2 separate regions of the Mus musculus genome follow, and region 1 is linked to region 2. The links are chromatin contacts, called in public Hi-C maps. All regions are on one chromosome and are shown on one strand. The core of a region is the stretch at or near the end of the contact, and the rest is flanking DNA. Distances in the headings are between cores, read along the strand shown. Region 1 has its middle 10 kb from the start of Gm36857. Region 2 overlaps Dync1i2 (dynein cytoplasmic 1 intermediate chain 2).

The links. A called contact is a pair of places that touch in the nucleus more often than the background predicts.
Region 1: a contact with region 2 is called in a Hi-C map of the HPC-7 cell line, with 2.3 times the contacts expected there. The contact joins two enhancer-like sites. A contact is called at or near these places in 4 of 484 Hi-C or Micro-C datasets (the G1E-ER4 cell line, the HPC-7 cell line, the P5424 cell line and 1 more) and 1 of 115 datasets of contacts at active chromatin or transcription factors (embryonic basal ganglia).

What each region holds. Positions count from the first base shown.
Region 1 is chr2:71,579,174-71,582,753 of GRCm38.p6, forward strand. No RefSeq gene overlaps it. Among named protein-coding and RNA genes, the nearest start is that of Gm36857, 10 kb to the right of the region's middle. Within about 2 kb of position 2,013, at least 176 of the 459 cell types and tissues checked have an H3K27ac peak or open chromatin away from gene starts, as enhancers often do. A contact at or near this core is called in the HPC-7 cell line, where this site is marked.
Region 2 is chr2:71,246,282-71,249,745 of GRCm38.p6, forward strand. Dync1i2 (dynein cytoplasmic 1 intermediate chain 2) reads left to right here. Exons shown (of 16, transcript NM_010064.4): 6 at 408-503; 7 at 732-894; 8 at 1,008-1,107; 9 at 1,540-1,665; 10 at 2,506-2,652; 11 at 3,028-3,141; 12 at 3,438-3,464. Among named protein-coding and RNA genes, the nearest start is that of Dync1i2, 36 kb to the left of the region's middle. Within about 2 kb of position 2,005, at least 9 of the 459 cell types and tissues checked have an H3K27ac peak or open chromatin away from gene starts, as enhancers often do. A contact at or near this core is called in the HPC-7 cell line, where this site is marked.

The DNA.
Region 1 (3,580 bases), core at 763-3,262, 330 kb after region 2:
ACATAAAGTAAAAAATGAATAAATTATTTTTAAAAGATCAAATAATGAGAGACCAGCGAGATTGCTCAGTGGTTAGAACACTTACTGCTCTTGCAGAACCTGGTTCAGTTCCCCCCCCCCCCACACACACACATGGGCTTACAACTAACTGTTTATAACCTCAGTTCCACAGGATCCAATGCTTTCTTCTGAACTCTGCAGGCTCCCGGATGCATATAGTACACACCAATTCACAAAGGATCATTCACATTAAACCAACCAACCAACCAACCAACCAAACAGGTGTCACACATCTGTAATTCTAGCACTCAGGAGGTGTGAGGCAGGAGGATTGCCTGGAGTTCCAGGCCAGCCTGGGTTATACAGTGAGTTCAAGGCCAACAACATGTGCTTAAACAAAAGGGAGGGAAAGAAAGCAGTATTTCAAATTGTTACCTTACTTCATGTTTCAAGTTTCCCTGTGACAAAATGCATCTGTCTGTATGCACAGGTATTTCCCCCTACTCATTTTGTTTAATTTCACACACACACACACACACACACACACACACACACACACACACACTTTTATTAGAGATTTTCTAGATATTTTCTTTATTTACATTTCAAATTTTATCCCCTTTCCTCATTTCCCCTCCACCCCCCCCATCCCATCCCCGTTCCCCCTCCCTCACTAACCCACCCACTCCTGCTTCCCTGTCCTGACATTCCCCTACACTGAGGCATCAAGCCTTCACAAGACCAAGGACCTCTCCTCTCATTGATGTCCCACAAGGCCATCCTCTGCTACATATGCAGCTGGAGCCATGGGTCCTTCCATGTGTTTTCTTTGGTTGCTGGTTTAGTCCCAGGGAGCCCTGGAGTTTCTGGTTAGTTCATATTGTTGTTCCTTCTATGGGGCTGCAAACCCCTTCAGCTCCTTGGGTCCTTTCTCTAGCTCCTCCATTAGGGACCCTGTGGTCAGTCCAATGGATGGCTGTGAGCCTCCACTTCTGTATTTGCCAGGTACTGGCAGAGCCTCTCAGGAGACAGCTATATCAGGCTCCTGTCAGCAAGCACTTGTTGGCATCCACAGTAATGTCTGGGTGTGTTGACTGTATATGGGATGAATCCCCATGTGGGACATTCTCTGGATGGCGTTTCTTTCAGTTTCTGCTCCACACTTTGTCTCTGTATCTCCTCCAATGGGTATTTTGAGTCCCACTTCTAAGAAGGAAGCTACTTATATTTTTAAGTTGGCCACCAACACCTCAAACTGAATCTTACATTCTGAGGGTATTTTCCCTTGTAAAATATGTTTTTACTCTATTATCTATTATATATATTTATCTAATATATTATAATATTACATCTATATTATATAAATATTTATATAATTACAGATATTATATGATGCATATTATACATTATATATAACATATCATTATATATAATAGGGACTGAACTAACCAATGGTGGGGCATCCATTGCGCATCACTGGTACGTTGGACAAGGGCGCAGCATTATATACACAGTATTAGCCATTTAATGTTCAATCAACAATAAATGTAAAATCTGAGTGTGAGTGCTGCGGTTGACCCATTACTTCTGTTTTCTGTTTCCTCAACTCAGGGTCGCTTCTGTCTGTACAAGAGGCTAAATGCAGAAGCAGGCAGCTTTAGGTTGAGTCGGCTTGCGCGATTATAAATAGATTTTGCATGATTGTCAGAATCACCCTTGAGAGGAAAGCCAGGGTTCCTTCTTTGGGCTCCCAAACTATCAAAAGTGTGAAAACTGTAAACCAGAACCTCCACCCCACCCCCCTCCCCAAGTCACCAGAACGTCCCAGAACTTTCGTTTTCAGCCACATCATCAGATGTGAGAAAGCAAGAAAGATAATCAGATCTGGCAACGTTGATTTGGCAAATACTCTCCGCCGGCGGCTCCCGGTGTCCCCGGCGGCGGGCGCAGTTTCCCCGCGGCCCGCTGGGTCGCACTGTGGCCTCGGGAAAGAGCCTGACCCGGGCCGGATGGGGAGGGCGGGGCAGCCACCGCAAAGCCTGCGGATGGGACCGCGGGTCCCAGCGGCTGCACCGCTCCAGCCCGCGGGACCCACTCGCGTCACCGTTAGGGACACCGTGGGGTCTCTCATGGATCGGAAGGAGAAATGGCTCCGAGGATCCTGCGTGCGCCCTGAAAGCGCGTGGTCTTGGGCGCGCTCCTTTCCAGAGTGGGCACAGGGCGGCTCTGCGCCATTGCTCTGTCTGCGGTTTATCATATGCTGACACTTGTATTTTGTTAGATACATTTCCCTAGCTTCGTTCCTCCATGGTGAGCCCCCATCATTTAATTTTCCATGCGTTGTCATTGCTTGAATGGGGCATAGAGTCTAAAATACCACAGACCTCTACAATCTTAACGTAATGTTTATTAAATATTTTTAATTAGCTATTTTTTCTTTTAGATTAATTTCTTTCAACTTATGTGTATGCATGTTTTGCCTGCATGCATGCCTGTGCACCATGTACACGCCTGGTGCTAGAAGAGGTGTTGGATCGCCTAGAACAGAACTTGAAGTTGGTTGTGAGCCACCATTTAGGTGCTGGGCTCTGAACCCAGGCCCTCTGCAAAAACAGCAAGTGCTCTTAATCACTGAGCCATCTCTCCAGTCCAATTAGCTTGTTATTAAAATGGGGATTCGAAGGCTGGAGGCTGGCTCTGTGGGTAAAGACACAGTGTAGTCAACCCTGACAACCTTAGCTAATTCCCCAAACCCACACAGTGGAAGTGCAGAACCATTCCAGGAAAGTTATCCTTTGACCTCTCTGTGGGAACACACACAAACACACACACACAGACACACACATACACACACAGAAACACACACACAGACAGACAGACACACACAGAGACACACGACACACAGACACACACACAGACACATACACACACACAGACACACATACACACACACACACACACACACACACACACACACACACACTGATGTTAAAATGGAAAATAGAATGCACGAGGCAGAGAAGTGAATAGCTTTCCTCTTTAGCCAGACCTCCACTGTGTCTGCACACTTCCTCTGGTTTTCTCCCAGATCAAGTTTGTAGCCTTAAAAACAAAACAAAAACAAAAAACAAAAAAACCCTCCTCACCATCAAATCTCGTCGTCATCCTTGACACGCTCCTACCCCATCAAGGATCTTGGAGATGGCTTCACAGGCACGTGTGTAGACACTGCATCCTTTAGGAGTGGCTGCCTGGTGTTCTTTTATACCAGGAACCTATAATTATTCAATCAATCCCTGATTGAAGGATATTGAGTTTGCCCCCAGCCTTTTGCTATTACGAACAATTCTGCTGTGAACATCTGTGCCTGTGACTTGAGTGTGCATCTGCCTCTATAGGAAACGTTTCTAAAAGTTTAATTGTCGCCTTAAAGAATACATGCATTTAAGCCTTTACAGGTCTTTACCAGTTACCCTCCAGACTACTTCCCACCCCCATCCTATAATACTAACTCTAGCTTTACCAAGCTTTAAAAAATTTTCCGAGATATAAAACTAAAATTAGGGCTCTCATGTTTTCA
Region 2 (3,464 bases), core at 755-3,254:
CAGATCACAAGGAAGCATCCAGCTCTGTGGGCTGTTTTAGACATTTGATTTTCTTCATTCTGCCGCATTAATGTGTCAGCATGCTCCACAGAACTGTGGAGGAGTCGCATGTTGTTCTGTCTAGAATAGTAATGCTTGTAAGCTCAGACTCCATGAGGAGCTCATCCTTCTTATAGCTCACTCGTGCTTCACATGGCTACAGAATAGGATAACCCTTGATGAGGTACCACAGGTATCTTAAAATTCAAGTTTCCCTTTCATTCTTTAAGTTGGTGCTGGTAAAATTCCACTGTTTGTGGCTGTCTTTACAAGTGCTTCACCTTGGGAGAGTTGTGATGCCTCTGAGATACTGCCTCAGAGTCAATCTACAGCTGTCTGTATTAAGCTAGTCTTTGTTTATTGTTCAGATGAGGAGGAGGAAGATGATGTAGCAACTCCTAAACCTCCTGTTGAACCTGAAGAAGAGAAAACTTTGAAAAAAGACGAAGAGAATGATAGCAAAGGTACCTTAACATACTTAAGGAATTTTTGTTTTATTTCTGTTTTGCTGAGTTCTTTTTAAACTTGTTTTATTATTTATGAGTTAAAGTAGAGTAAAATGCTCTAAATCAGAGGTGAGTTTCATTTCAAAAGAATATGTGGCATTTCTTGAACCATATTATAATAGTGAGTTGACAGGATTTAATTGGCCTAAATCATACTTTAAAAACAAAGACAAACTCTTTTTCCAGCTCCACCTCATGAACTAACTGAAGAAGAAAAGCAACAGATTTTACACTCAGAAGAATTTTTAAGTTTCTTTGACCATTCTACGAGAATTGTAGAAAGAGCCCTTTCTGAGCAGATTAACATCTTCTTTGACTACAGTGGGAGAGACTTGGAAGACAAAGAAGGGTAATATTTAGTTCTTAAGGTCATAGCTTCTGCAGCCTTAAAAGTATGTTAATATTAAGAATGACACAAGTTATAATGCTGTCTTTTCTGGGGGGGGTGATCTTTTCCTGTAGGGAGATTCAAGCAGGTGCTAAGCTGTCATTAAATCGACAGTTCTTTGATGAGCGTTGGTCAAAGCATCGAGTTGTTAGTTGTTTGGATTGGTCATCCCAGGTAAGTATAAAAAAATCAGTTGTTATAACTCACTTTTTAATTCTAATTAGCATATAGTTTTATTTTGGTTATAAGACTTCTTGTAATTAAATCAGTGTATGTCACGTTAAATAAATAATACTGGGTGGTGTTTCTGACGTTGCCATTGTCACATTGACTCGCGTACCTTAGAAGGAAAAATTGGAACTGCTTTTAGATTTGAAATTCAGGACTTTATGTTCAAACTCAATTTTGCTAATTTAATTATCCACTAACCACTTGTATAAAAATTAAACATTTTAAATGTTAAATTGTGCTAATTTAAAATTAGACTAGCATCTTGGTGAGTGTAACTATGAAGATAATTTTCAGAACAACTTGATAGATAGTTAAGAACATAAAATAGTTCTTACTATTCGTACTTTTCTTTTCCTTCTTGATTCTTGTGAGCAGTATCCAGAATTACTTGTGGCTTCCTATAATAACAATGAAGAGGCTCCTCATGAGCCTGATGGTGTGGCCCTCGTGTGGAATATGAAGTACAAAAAAACTACCCCAGAGTATGTGTTCCACTGCCAGGTAAGGTCGTCCTTCAGCTGTCTTCCCATGTTTAAGGATTCATTCATGAATTTAGACAAGTGCCTTTTTCCTTTTCCCATCAACATGATTTCATTGGACTGGCGTTTACTGAACCACACCATATTTGCAAACAGCTGTCACACACAAAGCTGAGCACTCTTAGTTCAGTATGATCTGCCCTTTTTAGCTTTTCTAATATCTCTTATCATGGTTAAGCACACCTAAAGTCCGTTGCAGTTTTGACTTTCTGTTACTGTGATTGACCATATAGACAGTCTTCTGGAATGCGTTGTTCTCACAGGAAGTGGGACTTACTACAGAATATATAATTAGACCTCAGCCCCTGAATCTCTTAGTCATGGCCGGAGGAGTTGCAACTAAATAGTTTTAAGTAAAAACATGTGGTTGAAGTAGGAAGTAGATGTAGTTTTTTTTAAAGTGGATTTAGCAAAACTTAAAATTTGTGACTCTTACTGATTGTATGAGTTAAAATCTTAATAGTGTCATAATTCAAAATAAATACTTCAAATCAAAACTAATATATTCTTTACTGTCATATTATAGTTAGAGGTCAGTCACAGGCCAACTTTGCTTTAAAAACTGAAATTGATTGAAGCAAGTTTTATTTTGTTTGATAACCATGTAAACATATAAAGATCACATTTGACTTTTGAACAAAAACTACTATAGTTTTTTCTTACAATATTCAAATAGAGTAGATTGTTTTTAAAACTTCTAATACCTTAAGTAATAGGTAAATATTTCCGATAGATTTGTTTTTCTAATTCGTCAGACTTTCCTCACTTAAATCTTAAATACAAAAATTCTGCGTTTTTGCAGTCAGCTGTAATGTCTGCTACATTTGCAAAATTTCATCCGAATCTTGTTGTTGGAGGTACATATTCAGGCCAGATTGTGCTTTGGGATAACCGCAGCAATAAAAGAACTCCTGTCCAGAGAACGCCGCTGTCAGCTGCTGCACACACAGTAAGTAACTAGTTATTTCCCTAGACTTCCGTTGGCCTTCACCACTGACGATATAGTCCTAGGAGAGTGACTTCGATACGCTTCCTTGTATGTGTAGGGTGCATATATCACAAAGTCCTCTGTTTTCTAAGACAACCTCTTATCAATGAACAGAATAGCAACACACTTCATATTAAAGCTAAGTCAGTGATGGGCTGCTGTCCTAGCAGTGCTCAGGGTCCTGGGTTCACCTCCCAAGAGCAACAGAACAAAAGCTGGCAGGTTAACAAACCTGTTTTGATAGGAATTGGAATACCCGTAATTAGACTAATTTTTTTCTGGGTTTTGTTATTGTTTGTTTGTAAATAACCTCTGAAAACTGTTTTATGTCTTTAGCACCCTGTCTACTGTGTAAATGTTGTTGGAACACAAAATGCTCACAATCTGATTAGCATCTCTACTGATGGAAAAATTTGTTCCTGGAGTTTGGACATGCTTTCCCATCCACAGGTATGTTAAACTTAGGAATGTGAAAATTTGAAGTAAAATTAGTTTTCATTTCATATGTACCCCCACGTGCATTTTATCATAAGCTATTTTTATACTATTGCACAGATTATAAATCTAAGTGGTGTGTTGATGGTTTAAATATATCTTACCAAAGCTTTTTCATTTAACTGAGGTAGGTAGGTTTATATTAATAGTATATTAAAACAGTAGCATACAAACTAGTTAAAACTAGAAGATTTGTAATAAAATTTGAAAATAAAGCTTTACAAATTAATTTTCTCATTTTTTTCCTCTAGGATAGCATGGAGTTGGTTCATAAACAG